Linked DNA regions of Mus musculus: region 2 is linked to region 1. A link is a contact called in public HiChIP or PLAC-seq data. All regions are on one chromosome and are shown on one strand. The core of a region is the stretch at or near the end of the contact, and the rest is flanking DNA. Distances in the headings are between cores, read along the strand shown.

Region 1 (3,107 bases), core at 359-2,858:
CAGAGCAATCAGAGAAGTCCCTGATTGCTGTTACCTAAAACTGTTTCCTGGGAGAGGCCTGGACTCTACAGAGCCTAGCCCTGGGCAAGCCCTGATTGCTCACCAGTTGGGGAAGTTGCTCTTCCTCTGACATAAATCCTTCTGGAACTAGCTCGGGGTGGGTGTGCCAGGTCCTCTCCATCGAGGTGATCCGCTGTGGCCAAGTGGCTTGAGAAGAGTCTTAGGTCTTGTAAAGTGGCCTGAGATCAGAGAAGTAGACGGGGACAGAAGGTCCTGACTTTCTAGTGGTTTCCTAAGAGATACAAAACTCAGGTCCTCTGTGACCCCCATCTTGGACCGTCACCACAACCACTGTACCTTCCCTTCAGAAACTTCCACGCAGCTTGAAAGACAGGGACAACCTGTCTTAGCCTCCAGGTTCTGAGAGGGGATGTGGACAGAAGCGGAATAGAATGTCAGTGGGGCATGGGGGATTTCTGTTCAAATTTAACATACTTATTTTTCACCAGAAATTTGTGTTTCCTCATTAAATCTGTTATTTTTCCCAAGGACCAAGCAAGACTCTTATCCTGTATCTACTTGTAAGAATGTGGTATTGCAATCTAGTCTGTATGTAAACTGATGACATGACCAAGTCATGGTGCCGTGTGGGGGAAGGTTTTTATTGTACCCATGAGAGCAAGAACAGCCAGAGGCATCTGGAAGACTCCTGAGCAGAGAGAAAATAAATAGACTGAACATGGCTGGTAGACTGGACTCGGCCAGGGCTACCTGTGAGAGAGTAGTGTGTGTATGTGTGTGGGGGGAGAGTTAGAGAATAGAAAAACCATAACAAGAGAAGCAGGCACAGAGCATAGAGAACACATAGCGAGAATAGCAAGACTATAAAGAGAATGAGTAGCTGGGGGGGGGGGGCAGGGGGAGTTTAGATTCGGGGAGGCAGTAAGAAGGGCTGGGATACTGGCATGGACTCTGAAATATATAGCAGGTGCTTGTGATATGGGGGAGCCTGGAGGCCAGCATGAGCTTTGCTATGCTGATAGTTAGCCACACACACATCCCTTCTACCAGAGGTAGATAGGAACCAGCTTCTCAAGTTGCTGAGCTGCAGTGGCTTTTATCTGACCACTAGAAATCCTCCTACGGCCCAGGTTGGGCTCATTTCTGGATATTTGGACTATGGTTTGGAGTTTGGGGAACTGGAATTTCCTTCTGACCCAACAGTCTGTAGTCTATATATTAGACCACAAGGTGCAGCAGCTTCCTCGACCCCTTTCAGAGATGTCTACAAGGCACTCTACCGACTGTCCCTGTCTGTGAGAGGATCCTGGTACCAGAATTCTCACCTGGGAAGTGAGTTTGCATTGTAAGAAACATTAAATATTAGCCCTTTCTGTCAAACACTGTAAACCTCAAATCTTTTTATCTCCCCCACCTTATAAAACTTACATTACACAGAGTTCCTGCTGCATTCTCAGAACTCAAGTTCTGCATTCTCAACGCTTGGTTTCCTTCATGTCCCCCCCCCCCCCCCCGGATTCTTTTAAAACTAGTCAATCATGAAAGACTGTGAGGTCAGGCCCCAGCCCCCGCCACAGCAGACAAGGTGCAGTTACCACCTGCTTTAGAGTAAAAGCTGAGGGCATTTCCTGTCTCTGTGTGTGTCTTCTTCCTCTGTTGTAAGTCCTGTACTTTTTTTTGAGACAAGGTTTCTTTACATAGCTGTGACTAGACTGGAACTTACCATGTAGACATGCTGGCCTCAAACACACAGAGATCTACTTACCTCTGCCTCCTGAATGCTGGGATTACAGGTCTGTGCCATTATGCCTGGTCTTTTAAAAACTACTTTCATTTATTTATTTTTATGTGTATAGGTGTCTTGTCTTGCCCTCTGTCTTTTGTGTCTGTCTGTCTGTGTACCATATGTGTGCCTGGTACCCATGAAGGTCAGAGAAGGGCTTTGGATCCCCTGGAACTGGAGCTGCAGACAGCTGTGAGCCACTATGTGCTGGGAACAGAACCTGAGTCCTCTGGAAGAGGAAGCCAGTGCTCTTAATCGCTGAGCCATTTCTCCGGCCCTCCACTCACCACTCCCCCATCCATTTATTCATGGCACTACTAACTCTTCTAATACACTCCTTACTCCCCAGTAATCCATCTTAGTGTTATCTTGAGTCCTGCCCCAACCTCACTTTCCAAAACCTATTCTTCACCCCTTCATTTCCTTCTTCCCAGCAGTCTGATTTCTAGCAAATGGGCTTGGTCATTTGGGAGGATCTGAGCCTGCTCTCTAGTTCCCTAAATTGACCCAGTGACCAAGGAAGAGCCCAACCTTTACCTGGTCAAATGCTGCTTCCGGGTAGCTGGGTGTCTCTGTTTGCATATGCCTTTGGCAGACAGCTCATCAGAGTCTGAGGTTGACTTTCGTTTCTAGAGTGGTATTAAAAAGATCTTCCTGTCTTGAATGTTATATCTCTGTTACTGGAAAATTTGGGGAAATCCCATCAGAGTCACTAATGCTCAGGAAATCAGAGTCCCCTCTTGGGCTTTTTAGTCTCATTAGTAAGAGAATTTAAAAGCAGACTCAAATGGAAGCCCAGGGACAATTTTATTCGAAAGAAAAACCTGTACAGCATGACAACTGCTAGGAGGAGGAAGACAGAGAAGAAAAAAGCTGAGCCATTTGAGTTAAGCCATCGTGAATGTCAACTACATCATGGCAGACAAGGAAGGGGACTTCAGAGGAAGAGTGAGGAGCCCAAAACGCTAGAGGAACCATTCTTAGGCTCTGGTCAGCACCCAAAACAGATAAGAGCACCAACTGCTCCTTCAGAGGACCCAGGTTTGATTTCGGCAAACAGATTGCATCTTGAAACTGCCTGTAACTCATGCAGGTGGTACACAGATAAATATGCAGGACACATACAGTAAAGTAAGAACAAAACTTGCTGTTTCCATTTCCAGTTTACTTATTCCTTTTGTTCTGAGTCCTCTTCACCTTCAAGAACAGCTGTCACTAGCTGAAGTTAAGCTCCACACAGCAATGAGTTTGCTATCATTAGAAGGCCCTTGCCTGGCCAGTCCTGAGAAAATGGTCAAGCAGA
Region 2 (3,107 bases), core at 262-2,761, 120 kb after region 1:
GATAAGTTATTTCACACTCCTACCTGAAGATGGTCCCACACCCTGGACAGCAGTGAAACAGCCAGCTCTTCCTGGACTTGGCCAACAAGGGAGTCCTGTCCTTCTGGTGTGGTAACTTGGCCAATGGCATCAGATACTTCTTCATTCAGGCTCTTGACTTTGCCTTCAATACAAGCAGATCTTTCTGGTTTATAGAGCAAATCCCAGGACAGCCAGGGCTACACAGAGAATCCTTGTCTCAATAAAAAACCCAGTCCAACCCAGCTGAAAATGAAGAAAGAAAATTGAGTACCACACAGGGAAGACACGTGAAAGGTCACACAGGTCTCCCATAGCATGACCTTTCTTTGTCCACCATATTGTGGTACCTCCAGATGATAGCATTCCAGAATCTTTTCAGTATCTATACTTCTTGTAGTATATGTGTATAAGTGCATATATGTATGCATTTGTATGTGTGCAGGTATCCATGTTTGTGAAGAACAGAGGTTAACCTCAGATGTCATTGCTTAGGAGCCACCTGCCATCATCTTTATTATTATTATTATTATTATTATATTTTTTGAGACAAGGTCTCTCTAGAGAACTGGAGCTCACCAATTAAGCTAAGGTGGCTGGCCAGTCAACCACAGGGATATTTCTGTCTCCATTGTCCTATCATTGGGATTATACAAGCTATCAATCATATCAGAGTCCCTCAGTTGTAAATACAGAATTCTTAGGAAGTTTCGGCTGGCCTTACCCAACAGTTATCAGTCAGCCACAGAGAGGAATGTTTACTGAGACAGTCATTTCTCAAGATAGTCTGTCTAAGCTGATCCAACAATTCCAGGAAGAAGAGACCACAAACCTGCACATATCCTCCTATAGCCTCATCAACTTCCTTATTCCCTAGACCCTGACCCACTCCTATAAAGGATCCCAGCCAGCCCTTTCCCTCGAAATTATAAAGGCCTGAGAATATTTCTGTGAGAAACTGTGGTCAAAGACTAAATATGGAATTAAAAGTCCTTTTAGCCCCATTATCTCCTATGCTTGTTGGAGTTTTGTTTAGAGCTGAGGCAGAAACATGCATTCCATAGTATTTACAAAGGTTAATATTAACCAAAACCAAACCAAACCAAACCAAACCAAACCAAACCAAACCAAACCAAACCAAACCAAACCAAGTGTTGTTGAGGATGTGGACAAACTACAACCTTGCATATTATTGGTAATAATGTAAAGAGATACAGAGAATATAGGAGACAATCTGGTACTATCCTGAAAAATTAAAAAGATTACAGGGTTAGAGAAATAGCTCAATGGTTAAGAGCACTGGCTGTTTTTCCAGGGGACCTAGGTCTGATTCTAAGTACCTACCTGTCAGCCCACAAGCATCTGTAACTTCAGTTACAGGAGATCCAGTTCCCTATTATTGCTTCTGTGGGCACTAGACACCCACATGGCACACACAGATAATGCAGCTACACGTAGATATGTACCCATACATGTAAAATGAAATTGAAAAGAATTTAAAAATAGAACCACTATATGACTCAACACTTGCACTTCTTGGTATGGACTCAAAGGCAGGTATTGAAGAAATACTTGGAGATACATATTTGTAGCAGCTTTCATATTTAATTTAACACTTCATCTCTATGAGGTACTTAACAGCAATCAAAATTATAAAGACAGGAAGTAGATAGAATGGTGATTGCCAGGGAGGACGGAGAGGTGGAGGGCGTCAGTTACTTTTCTCATTGCTTGAAAAAATACCTGAGAAAAACAAGGAGGAAGGATTTATTTTGACTCATGACTCCAATCAGTCTGTCTGCCTGTCTGTCGACAGTCTCACTATACAGCTCTGGAACTCACTATGTAGACCCAGCTGGCTTGAACTCATAGAGCTCTTCCTGCCTCTGCCTTTTGAGTGTTGGGATTTAAGATGTACACTACCACACTTGGCCTCTTGGCTCACAGTGTGAGGGTACAGTCCGTCACGGCAGGACAAGCGTGGTGGCAGGAGCTTGAGTCAGGTTGTTCCATTGCATCCACAGCCAGGAAGCAAAGAGAACGATGAAGGCTGTTGCTCAGGTTTTTTTTCTCCTTTCCCGAGCCCATGAAATGGTGCCATCGACATTTAAGGCAAGTCTCCCAACCTCAGTATGCTCAGTCTAAAAACCATCTCAGGCATGCCAAGATGTTTGTCTCCTAGCTGAATTTAGATTCTGACGAGTTGACAATCAGTATTAACCATTACAGGGAATAAGGAGTCATTGTTTAGTGGAGTGTTAGGGTGATAATTGCTGTGATGACCAAAAGCAGCTTGGAGAAGAAAGAGTTAACCTTACTTATAGTTCTATTGTCACTGAAGGAAGTGAAGGCAGAAACTCAAATAGGGCAGGAACTTGGAGGCAGGAGCTGATGCAGAGGCCATGGATGAGTGCTGCTTACTGGTTTGATTTCCATGGCTTGCTCAGTCTGTTTTGTTATCGAACACAGGACCACCAGCCCAGGGTGGCTGGGCCCTCCAATGTCAATCACTAAGAAAATGTCCTACAGGCTTGTTTGCAGCCTGATCTGATGGGGGCATATACTCAGTTGATGTTTCCTCTCAGATGTCTCTAGCTTGTACCAAAACTAGTTATCGTAAGTGGGTACTGAGTTTGAGTTTGGCAAGAAGGACCCTGGAGGTGGATGGTGGTGACAGTTGTACAATGTGGACTCAAGAGCTGAAGAGATGTCTCAGCAGTTAAGAGCACCAACTGCTCTTCCAGGAGACCATAGTTCAGTTCCCAGCACCCATGTCAGGTGGCTCACACCCACCTGCCACTCTAGCTTCAGGGGATCTGACACCCTGGTTTCTGTGAGCACCCGAACACATATTTGCTCACTCCCACACAGACACATACAGCTACACATAACTAAAAATAATAAAAATAAAATTTAAAACAATAACATGGAGTCAATACCTCTGAGTAATACACTAAGAAATAGTTAAGAGTGATTCCTAAGCTAGCACAGGACCTGCAGAATCTACATAAAAGCTGCATGTGGTCTACACACACATGGCTTGCTGGCCACCAGCCTGCTCCAGATTCAAGAGAATTAGGTAGAGTATG

Evidence for each region. HiChIP or PLAC-seq counts read pairs in DNA pulled down with a chosen protein or histone mark.
Region 2: a contact with region 1 is called in a BATF HiChIP or PLAC-seq map of CD8 T cells, with 5 read pairs. The contact joins two enhancer-like sites. A contact is called at or near these places in 1 of 15 datasets of contacts at CTCF or cohesin (CD8 T cells), 3 of 484 Hi-C or Micro-C datasets (the N1E-115 cell line, embryonic fibroblasts and liver) and 1 of 115 datasets of contacts at active chromatin or transcription factors (CD8 T cells).

Annotation. Positions count from the first base shown.
Region 1 is chr4:122,932,587-122,935,693 of GRCm38.p6, reverse strand. No RefSeq gene overlaps it. Among named protein-coding and RNA genes, the nearest start is that of Mfsd2a, 27 kb to the left of the region's middle. Within about 2 kb of position 1,608, at least 84 of the 459 cell types and tissues checked have an H3K27ac peak or open chromatin away from gene starts, as enhancers often do. A contact at or near this core is called in CD8 T cells, where this site is marked.
Region 2 is chr4:122,809,710-122,812,816 of GRCm38.p6, reverse strand. No RefSeq gene overlaps it. Among named protein-coding and RNA genes, the nearest start is that of Ppt1, 25 kb to the left of the region's middle. Within about 2 kb of position 1,511, at least 9 of the 459 cell types and tissues checked have an H3K27ac peak or open chromatin away from gene starts, as enhancers often do. A contact at or near this core is called in CD8 T cells, where this site is marked.